2 separate regions of the Cricetulus griseus genome follow, and region 2 is linked to region 1. Evidence: chromatin contacts called from public Micro-C data. All regions are on one chromosome and are shown on one strand. Each heading gives the region's core, a stretch centred on a gene start, on an enhancer-like site or on the middle of the called end of the contact. The rest is flanking DNA. Distances are from core to core; before and after follow the strand shown. Region 1 holds the start of Tspan9 (tetraspanin-9). Region 2 overlaps Tspan9 (tetraspanin-9).

What was found. Hi-C and Micro-C count contacts between places; a contact is called where the count stands out from the background.
Region 2: a contact with region 1 is called in a Micro-C map of the CHO-K1 cell line, with 2.5 times the contacts expected there. The contact joins the enhancer-like site here to the promoter of Tspan9 in region 1. A contact is called at or near these places in 4 of 8 Hi-C or Micro-C datasets (the CHO-K1 cell line, fibroblasts and liver).

The regions. Positions count from the first base shown.
Region 1 is chr8:18,262,502-18,267,832 of CriGri-PICRH-1.0, forward strand. It overlaps Tspan9 (tetraspanin-9), which reads left to right and starts at 3,861. Exons shown (of 9, transcript XM_027428363.2): 1 at 3,861-3,990.
Region 2 is chr8:18,445,372-18,450,604 of CriGri-PICRH-1.0, forward strand. All of the region lies in intron 3 of Tspan9 (tetraspanin-9), which reads left to right. Among named protein-coding and RNA genes, the nearest start is that of Tspan11, 64 kb to the right of the region's middle. Within about 2 kb of position 1,575, at least 2 of the 6 cell types and tissues checked have open chromatin away from gene starts, as enhancers often do. A contact at or near this core is called in the CHO-K1 cell line and fibroblasts, where this site is marked.

The sequences.
Region 1 (5,331 bases), core at 2,611-5,110:
CTTCACTAAGTATGCCAGTCTTTGATTTAGTGCATGCATTTTTTTTTTGTTTATTTGCTGTTGTTTGTGAAACAGGATGTTGCTATGCAGCCCTGACTGCTTGCTAATTAATATTTTGTAATTGTTTTTTATCTACAATCAACAAAAAGGACACAGTTGCCAGATCAATTAAAAATAAAGAGCAAAGGTATTTACGTATTTATGTATGTATTTGTCCTGGGGACTGAATCAAAGGCCTTGGTGCACGCTAAGCATATGTTCTGCCACCAGAGCCACGTCTCCAGCTAACACCAGTGTTCCTAGAACAAAGAAAGACTTGCTCTCCATCATAGCTTCTCACCATCCTCCCCGTCCTGCCTCAGCCACCTCACTCTGAATCTTAGAAGGGAAAGACAGTCAAGGAAAAGGGAGCCTGCGGGAGAATGCACGTTCTGTAGAGGAGGCCGCATGGAATAGAAGAGAATAGCTGGGTCACTTTTGTGCTTCACCTTGATAACTGGAGATGCAGGTTTAACGTTTGGTGCAAATGGCAGGCATCGGTGACTGGTATCTGCTCTACCAACAGCACAAGTAAATGCCGTGGAAGTGGCTGCTCCAGCCTTCACTCTGGGAGGTGCTTCTTTAAAGTTACAGATGCAGGGCTGGGGATGTGGCTTAGTGGTAGAGCATTTGTTTAACATGTTTGTGGCTCTGGGTTGTACCCCAGAACTACAAGGGGTGGTGGGGAATGCCCATTAAACACTAGGTGAACTAGCTGTTAAGTGTATAGGCCAAGCAGACAAGCTGGGATTATATCCCAGTCGTGTGTGTGTGTGTGTGTGTGTGTGTGTGTGTGTGTGTGAGAGAGAGAGAGAGAGAGAGAGAGAGAGAGAGAGAGACAGAGACAGAGAGAGACAGAGACAGAGACAGAGACAGAGACACAGAGAGAGCATGAGCTGCATAGAGGTCAGTGCTGATGTCTTTCCTTAGTCTTTTCCATCTTATTGAGTTAGTTTTGGATCTTGCTTTACTGTCTAGGGAGCCCCCAGTACCCTCCTCTGTACTGGGGGATTACCAAGTTTTAAGTGGGTGCTGGTATCCTAACTCAGGTCCTCATGCTTTCATAGTAAAAATTCTATCAATCAAGTCATCTCCCTAGCCTCCTAGCTTAGTCTTTGATGCCATTTGAATGGCTTGGGATGGATTCCCTGGCCTTCTCTCCTCTAACTCCTTTTCTATAGAGTGATGGGATGATGGGAGAGTGGAGTCTGTGGTGTGCAAGCGCTTGGTAGATATCAGCTGTCACAAGCATACTGGAAACTCAGGTCCTGTGCAGGACCAATTCTTCCCATGAGGTGGCACCATCCAGCAGTCACTGCCCCCGAAGAAGCTTGACTTGGGGTGGCTGGCTGGAAGTTTCCTTTTTGCTTATTATCATTTTTGATTTGATATGGTAATTTCAAGGGGGATAAACTACCATACTCTCTTGTGAAACCCTGGGAGTTTCACAGAAAGGCCAGAAACAATGCTGGCATTTGGGACTGGAAGGAAGGAGCTGTTTTGAGTATTGCCTGTGGTCATAGTTAAAGTGGCATATAATTTATTGTGCAAATTAGGGCATCCTGAGAGCAAAAGTGGGGTGATTAATAACCATGCCAGGACAAGAGGAGTAAATGGGAGATGTCCTCCAAACTTGGAGGAACTTCATCTGTAGCTTGCTCAATAATACAGTTATCCTTTTAGTGTTTTTCTTGAGTGCAATGGGATTCTTCAGAAGCCTGCTACCTCATGCTTTCTGGAGTTCTTTCTCCAAAAGCCTCTGGCCACATCATTAGGTTTATTTGAGTTTTCCTCCTGATCGGTGTGTTCATCACATAGATCATAAGTCACCTTGGTTCCTTTTGCTGAATAATCCCTTCTTCTCTCCAGCTTTTCCAGCAGCCTTTTCCTGCAGTCATGAATCCTGCCAGATCTCAGCACCCCCATCTCTGGGTGTGCCAAAGTGGGATGGACAGCCTGGGTTCCTGCAGAGGTGAGATACCGAAAGATTCTCCATAATTCCAAGATTTCAGATCTGTCCATGTTCGTTTAAATCGAGAGGAGGGGAGGAAACTAGCACTCACCGGAATCCATCTTCATTACCTTAGATCCCTCTCATCTATGTGAGCTGGAGTGCTGTTGGTGGGACCCCTTTCCTTTCTGAGGAACCTGTGGCCTAGAGCTGCCTCCACCCAAAAGAGGCAGGCAGGATCACACACATCTGCGTGGCTCTAAAACCAGGAGTTTGTTACCTCACCCGGCTGCTTTGTCTGATCCTACCAGTAGCTATCACTATCAGGCCCCCTCTTCTCTCTACCTCCTCTTCTACACAGCAGACAGAACTGACCCCCTCAGTCGTGGTTGGAATATTGGTGGGGTCAGCTGGCAACACTTTATGCCAGGGGTTGGTCTTGAATGAGTGTTTTTTTTTGGGGGGGGAGGGAATTGGGAGGGATTGTTTTTTGAGACAGGGGTTCTCTGTTTAACAGTCCTCGTGTCCTGGAACTCACTTTGTAGACCAGGCTGGTCTCAAACTCACTGAGATCCACCTGCCTCTGCCTCCCAACTGCTGGGATTAAAGGAGAGCACCACCACCACCACTTGGTTTGAATGAGGTTTTGAAGGAAGAGAGGAGACTGTTTCTCAGGCTGAGAAATGAGAACCCCTGGGGGCTGGATTAGGGGTTGAATCTAACTGAAACAAACAAGACTAAGGGAGGTAGCCCAGGAGATTAGTGGAAACTGCCAAGCAGTTAGGGGAATGCAAGGGAGATCCTTGCAGTTTAAACACTTTGTCTCAAGCTGGATGGGCTGGCCTGTCCCTGCAGTCCTAGTATATCTTCTGCTGAGCATGGTGGGATGCCTTTAATCTGTGCACTCAGGAGTCAGAGGCAGGAGAGTCTCTGAGTTGTAGAACAGTGTGGGTGGTCCACACAGGGAAGTCCTGGACAGCCTGGTTCCAGGTCCATCAGAGCTACACAGTGAGATCTGTCTCAAAAATAAATAAATAAATAAATAAAATACTTTTTTCTTCTGATATTTCAGGGCACTAATGAGGACAAAACACTTTCTATGACAATAAGGGCAAAGAGAGGTGAAGGTTTCAGTGGCCACTTCGGGAACAGGTTTAGACTAGGTGTTGCATGAATCTGTGCCTGCAGGAAGGTAAGCCCGAGATGTCAAACTAGTATCTCCCGCTTCAGCTTGGCCCCTCCCGGCCCCAGTGCCCTTTGCTAACACTTGGAGGCTCTAGCTCAAGAGGAGGCAGCGGCTCCTCTAATAGAGTATCTCAGGGCAGTATCTAGCTCACTTGTCAACACCTTAAATAGTTCTCCCGAAATACCAAGCAAGAATTTCTTAGGTGTGGGGTGGGGGTGATGAGGCCAGACAAGCCGGCACGAGCTAGAAAGCTGAGACCACGGTCCGGCAGCCTTGGGGTAGCGTGTGTGGGCGCCCAGCCCAGGAGCGCCACCTTTTGGGCCCTGCCCTCCCCTCCCCTCCCTCCCTCCGCCCAACCCCGGGAGGGCGCGGCCAGGCCGGATCGTGGCAGGCAACAGGCACAGTAGTGCCACCTTGGGGGAACGGGCGAGCCGGGAATCAGGGTGCAGAGGGAGGCTTCGGGAACGCCGATGGGGAAGCGGCACAGTCCTCCCTCCCGCGCTCACGCGGGGTAAATGGCCGGAGTGGAGTGGAGTGGAGGGGGGCTCCCGTGCGGCCCTTTGCCTCGCTCAGCCGGGCTCTGCCTTGCCTCTGGCAGCCGAGTCCTCCCGCGGCGCAAACCGCCGGCCTTCCCTAGTCCTCTCCGCCTCTCCCACCCGGCCCCTTCCCAGCCCCGCCCTCGAGCATTCAGACCCCGCCCCGCAGCCCGGTGAAGGTCCCGCCCCCTCCGCCTGCCGGCCCCGCCCCCCGTTTCCGCTGGCCGCGGCGGTGCGGGAGGGAGCGGAGCCGGGGCGCCACACCGAGTCCAAGCGCGGTGAGTGCGGCCGGGGCGTGCCCGCGACTCGGGGCTCCAGAGGGCGCGAAGTTGCGGGGGTTCGGCTCGGTGAGCGGCGCGCGGGGCAGGCCGGGCTGGGCCTCGGTCGGGTTCCCCGAAGGGTGGGTGTCTGGGGGTGCCCAGGGAGGCGGAGCTCTCGGGGGGTAGGGGGGGGGGGAGGGGGGGCGGAGGCGGAGGAGGGGCTGGAAGGGGCCGGGGCGTGAGGGGCCTGTCACTGCGCCCCCCGGGCTCTGCTGCGGGTCCCGCGAGGGCTCAGGAATGCGGGACTGCAGAACGGTGGACCGCTGCCGCCTCACGCCCCGGCCCAGGGATGGAGACCGTAGGATGCCACAGGAAGGGAGACCCCCCTCTCCTCCCCCACTCCCCGAACCGTCGGGGATCCGGCAGACCGGCCGGAGACGGTTCGCCCAGGGCCGCAGATACGACGGTCTGGCCTGCCCACAGACCCGCTGGAGCCCCCAGGCATTCCTCGGGCTACTGCTGGCCGAGAGGCACTCAGAGTGACAAGGCTTTGGCACACCCCTAGATCTGAGATGTAGCCCATCTGTGCGCGCAAGTTTGGGCCTTTAAAAAAACTTTCATGTGGTTGGAAAAAAAAAAAGAAAAAAAGAAAGTCCAAACAAGCAACAGCTTTTGACAGCGGCAATTGTAATTGTGCATCCTGGACTAGGTAGTGCTGGGTCGCGCTTCTGTCTGTGGTGAAGGATGATGGTCTAAAGCATCTTTCTCCAGATGACTGTCAAAGTCTGGAGAAGTTTGTTTCTGGGGTAATGAGCTCTTGTCAAGGCTAGGCTAGTCTTGGCACTCTCAATGTCTAGGTGAGAACTCAGCAGTTTGACTTTCTTGGTTCAGAGAACTTAATTTGCCTTTTTGACCTGCATCTGCCCCCTCCCCTGGGGTGATTCAGGCATTTCCTCCTCCAGGAAGCTTTCCTGGACTAGTGGAGAGCCAAAAGAACTCTTGCTTTGATCTCTACTTACCTGTTCGCTCCCCATCTACTCAAAACAGCCTCCAGGAAGGGTGTGTGTGTGTGTGTGTGTGTGTGTGTGTGTGTGTGTGTGTGTTTGCTACTGGGAGATATGGGGAGATAGGAGAGGGATCGTGAAGCATCTCAAACAATGGACTGGACAAATCATTTATATTTAGCTGAGGAATGCAGGCGGGAGTCAGACAATCACAACACTTCCTATAGCAGCCTGGTCCTGGCGCCTGATGTGGTTGAGTCCATGGCTGGGGTGAGAAAGGGAAGGACATTGGAGAATACAACTCTACGTATTACTCGGTTCTTCTAACTCATTGAAGACCTACTGTGCACAAGGT
Region 2 (5,233 bases), core at 325-2,824, 180 kb after region 1:
TGCCATATCTGCTAATTTATTAAATGCCATTATGACTTGGGTCTGGCCCCAGCTCGTAGAAAGCACTGGGGAAGCTGTGAGCCCTTATGTTCTGATGCCTTCTGTGGGGCCACTGGCGGCATCTGCTCTAGAGCCCATGTCTGGGGCAGCTCTCTTCAGGAGTAGGAGGCAATGGAGTTTAAAAGGCCAGTGGTGTACAGGGCTGTGCTAGGCTGGGGCAAGCGAGCACACTCCCACCAGGTTAGGAGTCGCTGAGGGGCACTGGGGCTTCTAGGAGTGGAGAGGACAGGGTGTGTGGGGAGCTTCTTTTTTGAATGGGAATGTGTGTGTGTGTGTGTATGTGTGTGTGTGTGTGTGTGTGTGTGTGAGTGTGTGTGTGTGTGCACGCGCGCGTGCACGCGCATCCAGTCACTCACCTGCCACACACACACACACACACACACCACACACACACACACACACACACACACACACACACACACACACACTCCTCTTATGGGCTGTGGCCTGCTCGGGCCTCCCACCTACCCATCCACCCAGTCACTTACCTGCCCCTTAGGTTGCTGAAGAAACATTTGGTATTCAAAGCATTTTCTGGACCCTCTGTCAGAAGAACAATAGAAGACCATGAATCTAGTGCCTGAAAAGAGCTGTGGTTTTGGTGGCAGAAGCCTGGTTGGGTGCTAGCCTGCCCTTGGGACTGCTCAGGTTTAGTCCACCCTGAGGGGGCTCTCATCTTCCCTTGTGAAAGGCTGGATACAGGTGGAGGGGAAGTGGATGGCGTCTGCCCCTGTGCCAGACTGGATGGGGATAGAAGGCCCAGAGTGAGGTGAATTTGGAGAAGCCATGGCCAGGAGAAATGGGATGACTGTGTGAATGTCCTCCCTGGGGGCAGAAATGTGTATCAGCCTGATCCATCAGCATGAGCCCCACCCACTGTGTAGGAGCTATGGCCTGGATATGTTAGGCCAATTATTACTAACAGTGTGGGGAATTTGGTTGCAGGGCTATTTTGGTGTGGTCACATGCTGCCTGGGTCTCAGTTTACCTGCCAGACAATGTGCTGGGTGAGCTCCTGGGACATGAGAGTGCCCAAGACAGCCATGGACTCATGTCCCCTATGCTTTCGGGCCTGTGCCTTTCCTTCTGCAGGACTGGGACAAGGTCCAGGTAAAATGGCCCTAGAAAAGTGGTCCCAGTGCGTGGACAGGGATGGGGTGCTATTCTAGGCCTTGAAGATATGTCATGAACAAAACAGACCTAAGTCCCAGCCTTGATGGGTTGTGTGCGGACATTAGGGTAGAGGTTTGTGTTATCAATTTCCTATGTAGGTTTCTTGGCTGCTCTGAATGAAACTCATGAAAGGCTCTTGGTTGAGGGAGCTACAGAGGGAGCTTGGAACTTAGGCACTTGCTTGGAAATAGGTTCCAATCAGGCCTGGACCACATGAGGGGGCTGATGACCTTCCTTGGTTGGTGCTTGAATTGGCTGGGTCCTCAGGCCCCTGAGTCACTCTGCCTCACCCCAGATTCTTCAGCCTTGGGCTCTACGGTAGCTCGGTCATCTCAGCTGAGACAACCCTCTGGTTTTAGAAGGGAATTTTCTTGAATGCCACTTACTAAGCTCTCTGGCACCCAGCTTTGGCTAGGCCACCAAGGCCTTATGCTTCCTGAATGGTTCCCACCACGGGGATGGGGGTGGTTCCCTGCCCTTCCACTGCCTCACCCTGGCCATGACACTGCTCTGACTTTAGAGCTGGTTTCCTGTCTTCATGTCCTCCTACCCACCCAGGAAAGGCATTGTTCTGCAGCTCTACAGTAAACCTGTGTCTTCAGTCACCCCCTCTCTCTTGCCCACAGCCATCTGCTAGATCTGAGCTCTGACCTGCTTCTGCCCAGCTTGAAGCCTCCCAGAAAATATGTCCCATTTCCCCATCCTTTTCCGGGTCAGCAGGGAGAACAGGAGCTCTCTGTAGTGCAAATGTTCTTAAGGAGCTAACTGGTACCTGGCCTTGCTCAAGACAGGGTTTCCCAGCCCCTTTGCTGTCAGGGGCTAAATAGTTCCTTGTGGTGGCCTGTCCTGAGCACTGTAGCTTGGCCTCTGTGCTTTACATGCCGAGAGCATTTCCTCTGTCCTCTCCCACTGAAGAGTCTAATGTCCCCAGCGAGCATGACCTCTCCTACCTGAGATTCACTGGTCTAGTGGGTGAAGGCATCATCTCAAAGCTTGGCTAGGCCGGGGCTAGAAGTGAGCAGAGCAGTGTCCAGTCTGAACCACACAGTTAAAGTGAATCTTGCCTCAGAGAGCTACAGAATCTTAAGGACACACAGACCCATGTGAGGAAAGAGGCATTTTGGAAAAGGGATCCAGGCAGCTTTCTATAGGGTGGCCTAGACAGAGGAGGAGTCTAGTATGGGTGGGGGCTGAGGCAGGATGTCTTAGGAGACCGGGAGTAGCAGAAACAAAAGGAGCAGCCCTGGAATCCAGAGGATGGGGCCTTATCCAGTGTCTGTCATGTCTCTCTCAGTGTCATTAGCTGTAAGATGAAGCCCCAGTCTTTGTTTTCTCCTTGCCTAGAGCCTCAGGTGGGGCTGAGTCCTCTGTAGTCACTGGTGGAATGTCCATGTCAACAGGAGACCCCAGGACATGGGTCACACTGTTCACACCCTGTGGTACAGCATGTTGCCTGAGAACTAGGTGTGGGGGCCTGGTGAGAGGTGGGGAATGGGTATGGGGGCGCTTTGGGAGGAGACTGGCCAGGAGGCAGGCTCAGGTGCTGATGTTCTGGGACTGCCTGGATCTCAGCCTGGTGGGATCTCGGTGGGATGTAAGACGAAATTCGAGTGTGGGGTTCAGCTTTTATCCTCTGGGTGGAAGAAAGCCCCTGGGCTGACATCTGTGACTCTTAAAGACGGTATTAAAGGACATCGGTTGTGAAGTCAGAGAACCAGTCGGGAGAAACATGGTCCTGGGAAGCTCTGAACTGCTGAGGTTTCCCTGGAAAATGCTCCCGGACACCACAAATACTCCTGGTCACCATAGGAGCTCCCCAAGAATAGAAGTGACCTTAGCAGTCCTGCTCCCAATGAGTAGGATGGAGAGGGCTCTGCCTTGAGGATTCCAGGCCTGGGGCATAAGGACCATGGAGGCCTGCAGCAGCAGGGAGGTGGGGGCATCTTGCAGCCCCAGGCGTCCCCAGGCCAGGTTCCTCCATCTGAAACAAATACCTGCCCTGGAGGGTTTTCTGTTACTCATTCCAGGGTCCTATTTCTAGAGCCATAAATCTTTGGATCAAAATCATGAATTTTCCAGGGTATGATTAATGAAAGAAAAATTGAGACGGCAGCACAGAAAACTGACCCTGATTGAAGAAAGTCAGGGTCACAGGCTGGATGCAAGTTTAGGGCATAGCAGGCCAACTCAACAAGCTTCTGAACCAGACACCAGCACCACCTAGTGGTCACATGGGGTACTGGCATGCACCCCTTCTCTCTACAAAGCTCTGAGGGTGACTATGGGTCTGTGAAGGCCAGAATCCTAGGATCCTTGACCTGGGCCTTACTTGAGGTCGCTCTGGTGCAAAAGCTAGCTCTGGTCACCTACAGATCCTTGAATCATTTATGGCTTAGTAATAGCGTGTGTGTGCACTTGTGGGCATGCGTGCGTGCATGCGTGTGTGCGTGCATGCGTGTGTGTGTGTGTGTGTGTGTGTGTGTGTGTGTGTGTGTGTGTGTGTGTGTATAGTCTGGGCCACCTTTCTGTTTTCCCACTTATCAGAATTCTTTTCAGTCCTTAAGCCCAGCTCACTTTCAACACTGCCGACCTCCCATTGGACTATGTCTCATTGTCCTGCATAGTCACCTGGCCTATGGCCACCAGCTCTCCCCAAGTCATTGTAGAGGTCCTTGCATGCGCTAGCTGTCTCTTGCCCTCAGTGGCCTCTTCTGGGAACAGTCGCTGTCATGATTGTCAAAAACATCTGTTGGATCATGGCACACTCCGCCCTGGGGCAGAACACCTGAGTTCTCCCACCTTCCAGGTCCTGTTCTGTCTGTCCCCTGGCTGCATTGCCTCTTTTCTGTTCTGACACATGTCACCCTAGCCATTCTGTGACAGCCACATAGCAGCTAACACTTGCTTGGCAGACAGGCTTTGTCCCAACTGGAGGCCTTTTAACTTGATGTACCCTTTTTCTGAACATTTTCTGCATCTGTATTTATATCCACACTTCGTCTTATTTCATCTGTGCTTGCATTGGTCGAGTGTGTGTGTGTGTGTGAGAGAGAGTGTGTAAGTGTGTGAGAGTGCATGTATGAGTGTGTGTGAGTATGAGAGTGTGTGTGAAAGTGTAAGCGTATGTGTGAGTGTGTGTGTGTGTATGAGAGAGTGTGAGAATGTGTGTGTAAGAGTGTAAGTGTGTGAGAGTGTGAGTGTGTATGTGTGTGTATGAGAGTGTGTGTGAATGTTGTGTGTGTGACAGTGTGTGTGACAGTGTGAGTGTGTGTGAGAGTGTGTGAGTGTTGTATGTGAGAGTGTGAGTGTGTATGAGAGAGTGTGTGTGTGAGAGTGTGTATGAGAGTGTGTGTGTGAGTGTTGTGTGTGTGAGAGTGTGCATGAGAGTGTGAGTCTGTGTATGAGAGAGTGTGTGTGTGAGTGTTGTGTGTGTGAGAGTGTGTGTGAGAGTGTATGTGTGAGTGTGTGTATGAGAGTGTGTGTGAGTGTTGTGTGTGAGAGTGTACGTGAGAGTGTGTGTGTGAGTGTTGTGTGTGTGTGAGTGTGTGTGTGAGTGTGTGTATGAGAGAGTGTGTGTGAGTGTTGTGTGTGTGAGTGTGTGTGTGTGAGTGTGTGTGTGTGTGTGAGTGTGTTTGTGTGTATGAGAGAGTGTGAGTGTGTGTGAGTGTGTGTGTGAGTGTGTGTGTATGAGAGAGAGTGTGTGAGAGTGTGTGAGTGTTGTATGTGAGAGTGTGAGTGTGTATGAGAGAGTGTGTGTGAGAGTGTGTATGAGAGTGTGTGTGTGAGTGTTGTGTGTGTGAGAGTGTGCATGAGAGTGTGAGTCTGTGTATGAGAGAGTGTGTGTGTGAGTGTTGTGTGTGTGAGAGTGTGTGTGAGAGTGTATGTGTGAGTGTGTGTATGAGAGTGTGTGTGAGTGTTGTGTGTGAGAGTGTACGTGAGAGTGTGTGTGTGAGTGTTGTGTGTGTGTGAGTGTGTGTGTGAGTGTGTGTATGAGAGAGTG